Regions from separate parts of the Zea mays genome. Here region 2 is linked to region 1. Evidence: chromatin contacts called from public Hi-C data. All regions are on one chromosome and are shown on one strand. The core of a region is the stretch at or near the end of the contact, and the rest is flanking DNA. Distances in the headings are between cores, read along the strand shown. Region 1 holds the start of LOC103647464 (keratin-associated protein 5-4). Region 2 holds the start of LOC100273525.

Evidence for each region. Hi-C and Micro-C count contacts between places; a contact is called where the count stands out from the background.
Region 2: a contact with region 1 is called in a Hi-C map of endosperm, with 2.6 times the contacts expected there. The contact joins the promoter of LOC100273525 here to the promoter of LOC103647464 in region 1. A contact is called at or near these places in 2 of 25 Hi-C or Micro-C datasets (ear and endosperm).

The regions. Positions count from the first base shown.
Region 1 is chr2:189,398,709-189,405,795 of Zm-B73-REFERENCE-NAM-5.0, forward strand. LOC103647464 (keratin-associated protein 5-4) reads left to right here and starts at 3,283. Exons shown (of 5, transcript XM_008672002.4): 1 at 3,283-3,886; 2 at 5,269-5,321; 3 at 6,384-6,428; 4 at 6,516-6,560. The coding sequence starts at 3,755.
Region 2 is chr2:189,821,385-189,828,471 of Zm-B73-REFERENCE-NAM-5.0, forward strand. LOC100273525 reads right to left here and starts at 2,693. Exons shown (of 6, transcript NM_001147943.1): 1 at 2,088-2,693; 2 at 96-318. The coding sequence starts at 2,539.

The DNA.
Region 1 (7,087 bases), core at 2,033-4,532:
AAGACTGTTGTACAGAAACAACACTCGAAATCAAAATAACAACAATATATTTGTAGGCTCTAATATTTCATCATCTAAACATCGACGGCTGTAGTAGTCCAACTGGTCTAGACCTTCTCAGCTATTCAGCAACTCTAGCCACATCTAGCCATCATCTTACCATTCGATCTGCATGTGAGCAACAAAGAGTCAGTTTCTGCATCCCAAATATGCCAAGGTTTCATGTTCTTGTTTTTAGATATATTTTGGTGACTGGCTGAACAGTCTAGCCCTGTCTGATTCAACTATCCTAGGATTAGCAGCTATGGTAAAAGGCATGGAACATGTAGCCTAGCAATTTTTTGTAGTTTTGAAACAGCTCTAAACCACTAGTTTGTAATGGCTAGTAATCTGGTAGAAAAGTTGGTTCTCATGATCTCAACTTGTCTACATCTGTTGTTCTCTTTTTAATGCATGCTTGGCATTGTTTAAATTTTCTTTTATACTTCATCCATGACAGCTTTGTTTCCGGTGGTTATTACGCTTCATGGATATGTCTCAGGAGCAAGAACAAGATTAGGTATACTACTGAAACAGGGGGGCAGAAGTGGTGAACCAAGAGTCGATATGTAGTTGCTGCTTGTCCTTTTGTTTGGTTTCTCTTGTCCTTTTGTCTGGTTTCTAAATAGTTTGTCTTCTTCTCTATAGATGGTATTTGCTTCGACATTTAAGGTATCAAAATGTGTATATAAAAATTGAAATTGAATTTGATGAGTATATAAAAACTAAAACTGAATTTGATGAGTATATAAAAACTAAAACTGAATTCGATGAGTATATAAAAACTAAAACTGAATTTGATGAGTATATAAAAACTAAAACTGAATTTGATCAAGTAACAAGTGAATTGCATTACAAGAAAAAGACGTCAATAGTTCATAATACAGAGAAGCGTCATAGAACATGAACAAATAATATCAATATGGTACATGAGTAACATTAATTACTGGCAGTAGCATACAGTAACATGCTGTAGCTAGTAATTTAGTGGGGGAAGGAATGGCCAGGTGATAAAAGAATTAATAGGAGGAAGAAGGATACATTGTCATATATTGCAATAGTAATTAATGGTGATTTATTGCTCCAGGTTTTAAGGATATCCATAGGCAGTCATACATAGGGTGTGTTTGGTTTGGCTTTTGGCTTTGGCTTTTGCCCCCTAAAAGCCAAAAGCCAACCAAAGAGTTGGATCCACGAAGCAGCTTTTTCTAAAAGCCGACTTTCTCGTAGTGCAAAACTGAAAGCACCCCTGGACCTGCTTTTAGTGGCTTTTGGATGGAACTGTGAAAACATATATCAAAGAACTTTTAACGACTTTTAGTGGTTTCCACCAAACGATTTTTAGCTTTTTAACAGCACACAGCCTATAGCAGCTTTTTCCACAGCTCACAGCCCACAGCAACTTTTTCCACAGCCACAGCCCAACCAAACAGACCCATAGAAATCTCACTTGCTGTCAGGTTTTACTAATGGTGAAATATTGCAGTAGTAATAAATGAAGATACAATATCGTCATTGGGTAGGAAGTATCTTTATTGTTGTCTACATATATGAATGATTCATAGGCGTAACTGTATGGAAGAAGCCCCAAGCCTCATCTTCTGCACAGCTGCTTCTTTAACGCAGCTCACATATGGTTCTTTCACGCAGCTGCTTCTTTATTGCACAGATGCAGAGCTGGAGAGGGAGAGCGAGCATCTCCGCTCTTGCCCTCTCACGCAACGCTCGCCGGCGATGGGGCTCCGGCTGCGTAGCCGTTGACTGCGTCAGGCGAAGTTCGTGTGTCGGCGATGGGGATCCTAGATTTGCCCATCGACTATAAATTCTTGGACCCTAGATGCAATAGGAGACACAGAGGAAGAAGAGTACTGGTGAGAAGTCGACTGTCGGAGGAAATCGACGTCGGGGAGAGGAATCTCGCGTCCAAGCCTAGTCGCCGCCGCCTGCTTTACGCCTGTTGCCTTGCGGCTGCTTCGCGTGGGGATATTTTCCACCGCTGAGAGACCGGGCGCCGTTCCAGGTCAGGGGCAACGAAAAAATCATGGACTCGACAGGGGCACCGTTCCAGGCCGAGGGCAACAGGGCTTAACCGAACACCATTTTTTTATGGGTCGGGATTGTTTCCAGGAGGGGGTGATCCACGTGGATCGGGCTGTGATCCCGGCCGGGAAGGGTCTAACCGAACAGGCCCTTATTTGGTGGACTTTGGTGATAGCGAAACAAATCTTACGATATGTATGTTCACCAAGTCAAGTACGAGTTGGTCATGGTATAGAAGATTAGCTCATGTTAAAATGAAACAATCGAATAGATTATTTAGCTCGTGTTGAGCGAGCAAGGAGTACCAAACACATATCGTAGCAAGACTGCAAGAGTATGATGTCAACCATCAAGCCACTTAAGTTGTTCCCCGCGGAGTTGTTTGGACCAAATCATCAATTTGATGGCATGGTAGTGTATTGGATGGTATGAAATTAGCTGAGGTGGAGTATTGTAATTCGTCTAAAGACATGTATAAACATAAGCCCGTACATCGATTTTCATGTACAAGATATAAGTAAGAGATTGCATGATACAATGAGTTGTTTTTAAAATCATTCATATTATAAATGTAGTTTAGAGACAATATATACACAGAAAATCGAGTAGAGGCTGGCTATCCGAGAAGAGAAAGTCTCCTGTATTTTTGTCATTTAGTCTCTAAAGCAATGTTGTACATGTCTTAAAAAGGACTGCAATTTTAGTTACGAGACATGAGTTTGTCTAGATTCGTAGATAGAATTGGCAAGATAATGAAACTTTGGATATTGTAACGTGCTCGTTCTGTAAAAAGAAATGATATTATCATTAGCTGCCACCAGCCGTGAATCTCATACGTTGGGCTGTTGCATCAGGTAGGGTCATTGCTTCTCTGTCGGATGATACGAGTGACCCATCGAGGCCTGTTTTATTAGATCTGAAATCCTCTTCTGAGAAAAGTGGAGCTGCTAAACAGATCCTCGGCGCTCGCCATGATTTCACCGACGCCGCATCATGATGGTTTTGCACTGTTGAGCTCGTCGTCAGCGGAGGCGGACTCGCAAACCACCACCGGAGAAGATTGAGAAGGGTCCAACGGCAACGGCAACGAGACCAAGATCACCATAACGCCGTCCGTGATCCTACTTCCTACCCTACTGTTCCGTCCCACCCCACGGCGGCGTCCCTAGCTTAAACCCCGAACCATGTGGGCCTGGGACCCACGTCGCAGTCAAACAAGGCCCACCTATTAAACCCCAACAGCGTCCTTCCTCCCCTGCTCTCCCGTTTCTCTCTCTCTCTCAACCCCACGCCCCCTTCTCTGCCATTATTGCCCGCGCAGCCATCCTCTCTCTCTCTCCCTCCCGCTCAGTAATCAGTATATGGGGACGTCCTGCTCCTCGCTTCCTCATCCAATCCTCCCACTTCCTCTTCTTCCTCTCATCCTGCTTCCCCTCGCGTGCGCAGACACGAGCGCGCGTGTCCGTCACTCCCGTGCGTGCGATATCCTCCACCCGCCTCAGCCCGCTGTCCCCCTGCTCATCGCCCGATCGCCGCGACTTATACCACCATCAGCCAGCCACCACTCCCTCCTCAACATTCCGCTTCTCTAGTCCCGAACACCGGCCGGCACTCGTTAGGGGGAGGTGTGCCGGTGTGGGAGGTACTCTGCTAGCCGCCAGTACATGTGAGGTCCATGGGGGAGGAGGTGGCGGTGGTGCTGGAGCCCCCACGGCCCAAGTCGCCGCCGAGGTACCCGGACCTGTGCGGCCGCCGCCGGCTGCAGCTGGAGCTGCAGGCCCTCAACCGCGAGATCGACTTCCTCAAGGTGAGGCATCGCCGGCAGGACCGTTCCCTTTCTGTGATTCTGTCTCGTCCCCCTTTGACTTGCCCTAACTAAAAAAAAACTTTCAAAAAAAAAAAAAATCACCACCAGCTGCAGTAAGCATCCGATTCGTCGCGCGCTCTCGTTTTCTAGGAAACATGTGCAGCGTGTAGAAGGGGGGCCAGTACTAGCGTGTGCGTGTGGGGGAGATGCACTAGTTTAATGGCAGGTTGGTGTGCAAAATCTGATCGTTGGAGCACACCACGCCATTTATTTCGTCTTCGTTTGGGGATGAGAGCCTTAAAAATGCGGAGGGATGGAGGGAGGGAGGGCGGCGGATCCCGGCAGCTATTCCCGACGCGCGACAGGCTCGCCCAGCCCAGTTGCCCTCTTCGGGCGTGCCGCGGCTGTACCTCTTGTCCTCTTGGGCCGTGCGGTTCGGTTCCTTGGGAGAAAAGAGGGGACGGGGGCATGGGCAGTGCCGCAGACCGCAGTGGGCAGTGGCACTGGCGCGCTGCCCGTGTCAGAGCTGCGCGTGGAGCGGCGGGTGGGCGTGTCCCCCTTCCGTTCTTGCTCCGCGGACACGCACACGGCATGGCGTTCCTTCGTCAGGCACTAGCGCTATCATGAGTGTTCGTGCAGCAGAGGCAAAGGTGGTGCGCTGCACGGTGCACCGTACAGTACAGTACATGTACTACTGGTGTTTATGGGCTGGGCTGCCACAGTTTTGGGGCTTTCTATGTTCTGGACTAGATTTTGTGTTTTTTTTAATCAAGGGAAACGAGTGTCCTTTTGACGCCGTGCTCTGCTTTAAGGAGCAGATTTGCGACGCTATCCAGGTGAGTAAAGCACTTCATTTAATCTTTACTGGTCAAGTGTGCTTTGGTCTTCTTTTTATTTATATGATGTCCAAAGCACTGGAGGTAGCTGCAGGTGCAGTCAGTGAATGCCATGAATATAAACAGGCTAGTGGATTGATGGTTTCAGTGTTCGCCACCGTAAAATTTATTTTTCCCACAGAACATTTTTAGTTAAACTGTCCTCATTCTCTTTTGAAAATGCCCCGCACAACGAGTCTACACATCAGATATTGTTGGTTTGGGGCAAATAACAAATAGCTATGCATAATTCCAAATATTTAGCGTTCCTTTCACATTATTTCTCATGGGTGATCAGGCTTACAGTCTGCAACCATGTTTCCTTGGTACCACTTTCACGAGTAGCATACGTCCAAAAAAAAATCGTGTAAAATAGTGGATTTGCACGGTATATTACATTGTTTACATAGGAAGTTTTAAATAGGAGATGAGATAGAGATGGGAGAGGATAGCTGCTGGAGACCGCCTAAAAACTGCATTTATTTGACATCAGTATGATTTTTGCAGGACGAGCTACAATCACTCGAAGGTGTTCCACCAGTCTCTAGAAGTTGTAAAGAGTATGCACTGTTGCCCTTCCTGCATTGCATGTACTCTTTCCTTGGCATCTATTGCAAATGCCGTGTTTATGATGAAATCTTGGTTTCATGTCAAATGAAGATTGATTTTATTATCATTATTATTCATCATTCTGTCACTTATATCTTGCCACAACAAATTGTTATTGGTTAATTGTACTTCAACCCAATTCTATATCAGTATGGTCTTTGGAGGCATTGTTCTATGCACTTATAAGTATTCAGCAAACAACCCCACACAGACCAGTGTTTGGTACATGGTTTTGCATTGAATGTCCTTTTTTAGCTAGTGGCTCAGTTTGTGATCCATTCCAACATTTTCGCTCCTACTTCCGGGAGGCCTGAAGTACTGACTGATAATATTTTGGTTACCATATTTACTACATTTGGCCAAAAGATCAAATTAATAGTTTGCTAGGGCTTGTTTGACATGTCTTTGCTGGAACCGGGGAGTACTTGAGGAGGACCCACAAATTGCAGATCCTCGAGACCAAAAAAAAAAAATCTTGCTCCAGCTCCGGCTCCTCTGCTATCACTAGAAAACAGCTCCTCCTCCTAAGTATGGTATGGCTCCATCGCCGAAGCTGCTGCGAGAGCTGGAGTCGGAGCCATTCCAAACAAATCACTAATCAAAATTTACTTTACTGTATTTAGCTCTTGAAGTCTGAATGTCACGTATATTGAAGGGTTAATTAGAAACATGCCACTCAATTTTTTGAAAAAAAGTGGAAACCAGTTCACTTTCATGCCACTCCATGACATCAAAATGAACTACCCGTGTAATTTTGTAAAAGTCGAGCGGCATGTATACAATTAATCCTATTTGGCATGTTTCCAACTAACCCTTCCAATGGAATGTGGATATGTATATGCAGTTTGGAAGGCTATTAAATTATCGCCCACTGAATTATTTCGCAGTGCACTGTTATGATAATTCGTTGGTTGTTTTGGCCTAACTTCAGATATGTTGCATATTTTTCTTCACTGTTTGAAGCACATTCTGTTTATATTTTCTCTAACATTCTCTCATTTTAAACCTTCCAGGGTAAATGAGTTTGTTGGTACAAAACAAGACCCACTAATACCGATGTATGATCTATAGACTCGATGTTATAATTACTCTGAAGCATCCACAAATGCTATTATGAATTGACTTCCTTTCCTTCAATTTTTCAGAAAGAAGAAGACGCACAGATCATGCCGTCTTTTTTGGTGGATCAGGTATGCATTCCGTTACTTATTCCTTTCAGTGGTTGCATGGCGAGGTGCATCAAAATCTTGATAATGTTACATTGTTGTTTCACCTAAAAATCTTATACATAAGATGAATCATCAAAAGTTTGCCCTTCTGTATTTCTTCTTGGAGAATGCAATTTTTTTTGGATAATGGAATAAATCTACGGCTTCCTTCTCTAAAGAGAGGAATCAAACCAAAACTATTATAAGTTAAATCACAACAACGGCAGAACCAAGTTTGTAAAACAAATCCGACTAATAACTCAATTCTTGAAATAAATGACCACCCAAAAGATTCTCTTGGACTAGAAAAACACACTGAGCCATTTTGGGGTTACTCTTACTGAAATTTGTGGCATAGTGCTTGTTGGTGCATAACTTATCATTTTCTTAAGGTTCATTGTTAATGTGCTTTCAAGTAAGGGGGTGTTTGGTTTATAGGGACTAATTTTTAGTCCCTCCATTTTATTCTAGTTTAGTCTCTAAATTGACAAAATACGGAAACTAAAACT
Region 2 (7,087 bases), core at 1,443-3,942, 420 kb after region 1:
ACTATCACTAAGCATCAAAAGTTCATAACCAAATAGCTAATCCGTGGTGACTTCTGACTAAAATTTACTTGTATAAGGCCATCGAAGAAGAGTACCTCAGTGTTCTGGAAAGATAACCTCCAATCATATGCAGCCATGTACATGGTCTTTTCTTCATATCCAATACGAGCTAAATTGGCAATTAAGACAGCCCAAACAAAATATCCAGGGACGAAATAGTCTGCTGCAACAAGGCCTGTGACTGACCTGACCCTTATTCCAGGTTTGTCTAATCCAGTTTCATTGTCCAACGACATATGTTCAACCCAGCATAGAGGTCTGAAAGAATGAAGATTTGACCAGAAAGAGAAAGTAAGAATCAGTGGCCAAAGAAGAAGTACGCAACTGCCATGGCATAAGATGCTTCGGTTATTTCCCATCTGAGTGCCGTTGACCTTACTGCTAGGGGAAGAATGCAAATACAAGAGGTGCCGATATGCATAACAAGCACATTTGTTCACAGTTCACCACAACTGACTTGATAAAGATATAATGTCAAAATGTGTTGTGAAACCTGTCCTCATGTTTCATAGGACGGCAAATGAAGAACTTCTGAAGTTCAAGATTCATAAATTGTATGTTCTTCACGATGGGCAATTGAGCATAGTAAATTGGATTTCAGCTGAGGAAAAAAAAGTGAAACCATAACCCCTCATTTTCCTGGTAGCCAAAATAATGCCGGGCCCAATGAGGTTTAATGCACTTGAGATTTCAGAATGACAGAATCCAAATATTTGCAACCAATAACAATGATCCAGCCAAAATGTTAGTGCAAATAAGTAACTGTTTAAAATAAACTGTAAGGGCTGGTTTGGGAACCACAATTTCCCAAGGGTTTTTCATTTTCCCATGGGAAATTAGTTCATTTTCCCTTGGGAAACTGAAAATCCCATAGAAAAATGAGGTTGCCAAACTAGCCCTAAGGCATTTCTTTTCCCTGTAGTATACATGGATAGCTCAACAGCACAAGACTAATAAGATCAAAATTCTGGTCGGTACACTTTCCAGAAAGTACATTGCAGGCAACATGGATCTTTCTATAAAAGCAAGACCTGAATGGTAGAACTGCTAGAGGGGACCAAATTGTTTCTGAAACCTTGCTATGCATGCCTAGTACCAGAAAAAAAGCTCCAGCTTTTCATGCAAAATGCAGTTTTCTTCTGAAAGTTTAGAAACTACATGATTTAGAAAAATAACTATTCTTCACGACATAAAAACAGTTCCCATGTGTCCACCTAAACCAAGTAGGATGAGAAAGAATAGTAAAGGGCAAGGAAATAGTACAAGAGAAGTGTTGGTGCTTTATAGTTTCACAAGACACCAGCACCATGCAGGTCCAAAGTGCATATATTGCACACTTCAAGTTCCACACTTCCACTAGTGGTACTAAGAAAATTTTCAGCGCTTTCTAAAAAAACACTGCGTCAAGACAACAGTAAGCCGTTTTTGCTGCTATATTTCAGATCTTGAGAAGCTACATAACTAAAACAGAGATTGGGACCAAACAGGCTGCCAACCTACTCACCAAGCACAAGGCCAAATCAAAGTACAATGAACTTTTGGACCCTTGCATAAAACAAAAAAGATAAATCATAGAGGAATTATCATTGCCGAGATCTCAGTGAGTACCCTGTCACTGAGATAGCTCCGAGTCTCTGAAAAGAAGAATTTCCTGAAAAGACAGCTATAAAGTCTCATAGGAATTAAATTCTTAATGCTTAAATAAAACTATATAAAAGACGAGGTTGATTAGCAATCAGTAACATTTGCGAAACAATACAAGGTAATAACACATAACTATTCCCAGTAACATTAGCAAAACACTGAATCTGCACTTTATAAAGACAATATCAATGACCAAATAAAGTAAACTTAAAGAACATGTGATGTAGGCAACAAACATCCAATTGATAGGTCCAACCAACCAAAGAAACAAATAACCTTTCAAAACCAATCACACTGCAGTTCTAGTTACTGTTAAATTCACGAGGACGACTGTGATTCCGGAAACAAAAAAACAACAACAAAATAGTAGGAGGATAAAGCACCTCTTGTATACGTCACCAAATGTGCCGCCCCATAGCCGCTTGCGGAAGAGACCCTCAGCGCATTGGTGTCCCTCCCATAGCTCGAGGCCCCCGGTGACGATGCCGGGGACAAAGACGACGGGGTGCTTAGCTCGCAGCCCCTCCTTCTGCAGCTTGACCCCGGGCGGGTCCGGGAGCGGCCCCGTGATGGCCTCGGTGACATACTGCGGGAACGAAGCTGGCATCGCGTTGTAGAGAAAGAGCAGCAACCACCAGGCGGAGCACACGCACCCGACCAGCCAGCAGCAGCTGTCCACGCACGACCACTTGGCCTTGGTCCGCCTCGTGGGCTCCTTGGACGGCGGCGCGGAGGACGAGGACGGCTTCTTCCCCTTGTCGTTGTCGTCGTGGTCGGACCCGTCGCCCTCCGAGGGCGGTAGCTGCTGCTGCTTCCGCCGCCGCAGGAGCGACATGGCGCGCGGCGGCGGTGGATCCAAAAGCGGCTAACTGCGCAGGGCCACCTGCATCCCCGGCCGCGGCTGCGGCGGCGGCGCCCGGTAGAAAACCCTAGGCGTCGGAGGAAGCGGGCAGGTCGAGGGGCAGTCGCGGCTTGGCAGCTTCGCGGGGTTCGCGCTTGTCTGAGCCTCTGAGGTCGTGCGAGAGGGAGAGAAGGGTCTGGGGGCACGGGGCACCGCGGCGTCCCAGGTCCACAGCGACCGCTCCCTTGTGCCCGGTGCACGTAGGCGGGTAATACCAATCGACTGGATCGCGAAGCCAGGTGCCCAGGTATGTGCGTCTGATCTCTGATGTAGGGATCAACAACGCCACAAGGCTAGGTGCTAGCGACGAAAACGGCTGTTAAAACCTCTCTCCAGTTTTTATTTCCATATTTTATGACTAAAAAGGATCGGATTTAGAATAGTCAAAAGCGAAAACTAAAAGGAATAAACGGTATAGAAAATGAACGGGAACTGAACTATTAAGCGAAAACTTATACTTTAATGTAAATATGCATTTTATTGATGGCTAAACGGTGACTGACTAACAAGATAATAACGTGAAATAAATAGATACAAAGAGGTAATATTTTTATCGTTGTTTACTTGTTAGTGATGTATATATAACTATGACTGATGTTGTTTGAGTTTTTAGGCACTTTGTCATCGAGGAGAACCAATGGCTAGAATAATATCTCATATTATAATTTGTGACGTAAGTATATGAGACTTTAGCTATTGCACTAGTACATACTGGGCCGATTCTGGATTTTTTATATATAGAATAAATACGGGCTCAAGCCGAATAAAAAGGGATTGTACAAAAATGGATGAGATAGATCATCTTCCATGTTCATCTTATTTTTGATTTTTTTTCTAAATACGAAAATATATGCAGGGGCGACGGCAGAGGGGCAATGTCTCCCCTAATGCTCCCCTAATTCTACAGGATATCTTAGGTTTTTAGCTAATTTTTATGTAAATAGTGTAAAAATGCTTCTAATAGCCCCCTAATCTAATTTGGTCCTCCTAATTTTGAATTCTGGCTTCACCCCTGAATAGATGGGTCAAAATATGGAAATGGTACGAGTTGAGACGACTCATTTCCTAACTCTAGGTGTAGGAAGGCTTCGTGTTTCCGTAAATGGAATACGCGTAACTCTAGAGGTGTAGGAAGGCTTCGTGTTTCCGTACATGGAATACGGTGAGGCGAGGTAGGAGCTGCGAGTTGGCTGGCTCGACTCATGACAGTCCATGGGGCCAGACTGGCACTCAAAGGGTGGTGATAGGAGACCATTTCAGTTACCACCAATACAATTGTGATTCGATCACAATCAGTGTAATGCTGAAACTGAAACGTTCATTTCTCATCGATGAAATTGTTCTTTTCTCATCCATCATAATAGGACTGGAGGGACTCCAAACTTCGGTATCTTATGGCATTTTAACTTTATATATATGTCTTTGCCTTGATTTACTTGGATTAGATTGCGCTTCTTTTATGCGGGTATACATTGTAGTGTAATCCCAGTAGGCCCTACAACTTGTGATTAAAGTTGCAATGGAGAAGAAGCATTTTAGACTTTGGACTGCACTGGTCTCGTATACGAGACATGACCTATTGGTATATAAGGCTATCTCCAGCAGCTTACTCATCATCATCCCTATATTCAAACTCTACTATGCGAACAGTACAATTTACAGTACAAAACAATGTTTTAGATGACCATATGAGTGAACTATTGAAGATGGTCTAAGACATTCGATTTAGGTGTCCGATGTTATTTTTGTTATTTGTTATTTTTAATCAATTGTGTTGCGGGTGTTCGGTTGACTTGTTTGGCAACTTTTATATAGTTAGTGTGTGTGTCTATATGGGTTGTTTTCTCTAATTTGGGATTTCTATGTATTTTTTATCAAAACTTACTGTAGAGAAGTCCTTACATTACTTTTTATTTCAATGAATAAGTATGTACAAGTTATAAATGGGGGACAGGGATACGTCTATAGTGCTTGTATCCACCTCCTAATAGGGTCTGCTAGTGTTCTTTATTATATAGCAGTTCAGAAACATATCCTTTTCGAATGATTTCTAAGTAATTAGAAATGGAGAATTGCCATTTAATGACATACATTTAACGCATTTTACGAAAGTTGTACGCAGCATAGTGCTCCCAGATAGTACCGCCCAATAGCCAAAGGATGACAACCGGACGAGCCGGCTATAAAGAAGGATGCAATTTTTTTTATATCTTTCTCGTTTTTATCTGTAGATTAATATCTGATATATGGGTCATGTTCACTTTAATTTTAGTTTTTTACGGAGTGTGTCGGGGACCATAATTAGGGGTATCCCCAAGACTCCTAATCTCAGCTAGTAACCCCATCAGCACAAAGCTGCAAAGGCCTGATGGGCGCGATTAAGGTCAAGGCTCAGTCCTCTCAAGGGACACGATCTCGCCTCGCCCGAGCCCAGCCTCGGGCAAAGGCAGCCGACCCCGGAGGATTCACGTCTCGCCCGAGGGCCCCCTCAAGCAACGGACACACCTTCGGCTCGCCCGAGGCCCAGTCTTCGCAGAGAAGCAACCTTGGCCAGATCGCCACGCCGACCGACTGTATCGCAGGAGCATTTAATGCAAGGATCGCCTGATACCTTATCCTGACGCGCGCTCTTCAGTCGACAGAGCCGAAGTGACCACAGTCACTTCGCCGCTCCACTGACCGACCTGACAAGAAAACAGCGTCGCCTGCGTCGCTCCGACTGCTGTGCCACTCGACAGAGTGAGGTTGACAGCAGCTAAGTCCAGCCTCGGGCGCCATAGGAAGCTCCGCCTCGCCCGACCCCAGGGTTCGGCCCCCGTCTCGGCCTCGGAAGATGGACTTCGCCTCGCCCGACCCCAGGGCTCGGACTCAACCACAACTCAGAAGACGACGGACTTCGCCTCGCCCGACCCCAGGGCTCGGACACTGCCTCGGCCTCGGAAGACGGTCTCCGCCTCGCCCGACCCCAGGGCTCAGGCTCAACCTCGACGCTGGACGACGAACTCCGCCTCGCCCGACCCCAGGGCTCGGACACAACCTCGGCCTCGGAAGACGGTCTCCGCCTCGCCCGACCCGGGGCTCGGACTCGACCTCGACCTCGGAGGAGCCTCCGCCTCGCCCGACCTAGGGCTCGGACCGACCACGTCACAGGGGGGGCCATCATTACCCTACCCCTAGCTAGCTCAGGCTACGGGGAACAAGACCGGCGTCCCATCTGGCTCGCCCCGGTAAACAAATAATGATGGCGCCCCGCGTGCTCCATGACGACGGCGGCTCTCAGCCCCTTACGGAAGCAAGGAGACGTCAGCAAGGATTCGACAGCCCCGACAGTTGTCCTTCCACAGGGCTCCAGCTCTCCTCCGACGGCCACGACATCACATGAACAGGGTGCCAAAACCTCTCCGACTGCCACGACGGCATGTACTTAGGGCTCTAGCTCCTCTCTGCTAGACACGTTAGCACATTGCTACACCCCCATTGTACACCTGGACCCTCTCCTTACGCCTATAAAAGGAAGGTCCAGGGCTCTCGTACGAGAGGGTTGGCCGCACGGGGGAACGGGCCGGCGCATAAGGCTCTCTCTCTCCCACGCGGACGCTTGTAACCCCCTACTGCAAGCGCACCCGACCTGGGCGCAGGGCAACACGAAGGCCGCGGGTTTCCCCTTTTGCCTGTTTCTTCCCCCCTTCGTGCTCCGTCTCGCGCCGACCCATCTGGGCTGAGGCACGCGGCGACAATTCACTCGTCGGTCCAGGGACCCCCCGGGGTCGAAACGCCGACAGTTGGCGCGCCAGGTAGGGGCCTGCTGCGTGTTGACGAACAACTTCCCGTCAAGCTCCAGATGGGTAGTCTCCAGCAACCTCTCCAACCCGGGACGATTCTCCGTTTCGGGAGTCTTGAGTTCATGTCTCTCGACGACAGCTACGACATGATACTCCTTCCTCCGCCGCGCGACAACGACAATGGCGGCCGTCAGCCCGCCCGTCGGTGGCGGAATCAACGACGTCTTCCCCACGTGGCGGAAGAACAACATTCGGGTTTGTCCCATCACCTCCCCCGCCGACGGAGGAGGAGGCGGGGCAACCATGGCCAAGTAGGAGGCTGCACCTCGTCGGCTGTCGAGCAAGTCGACGACGCCGGCGCCCCAGCGGGGGACGCGTCGGGCGTCGACCTCGCGTCTGAGACGAAGACAAGCGTCGTTTCCCCGCAACGCGCCGACTCCAAGCAGACGGACGACACCAGCACGCTCGTGAAGGACTTGCTGGGCGTCGCCCTCGTACCTGAGACAACGGTGCAGTCCGCCCCTGACGCGACTTCGTCACCGCCCGTCGACCAAGAGGTACCGACCGATTCCCATCTCGTGCCTTTTGGATTCAGCCTTGACCCACCAAGCGACTCCGCTTCGGTGGAAGCCTTCATAGAGGCATGCACCAACCCTCCGGGGTATCATATGCGGTCGCCCTGGGACAGACTGACGGTCGT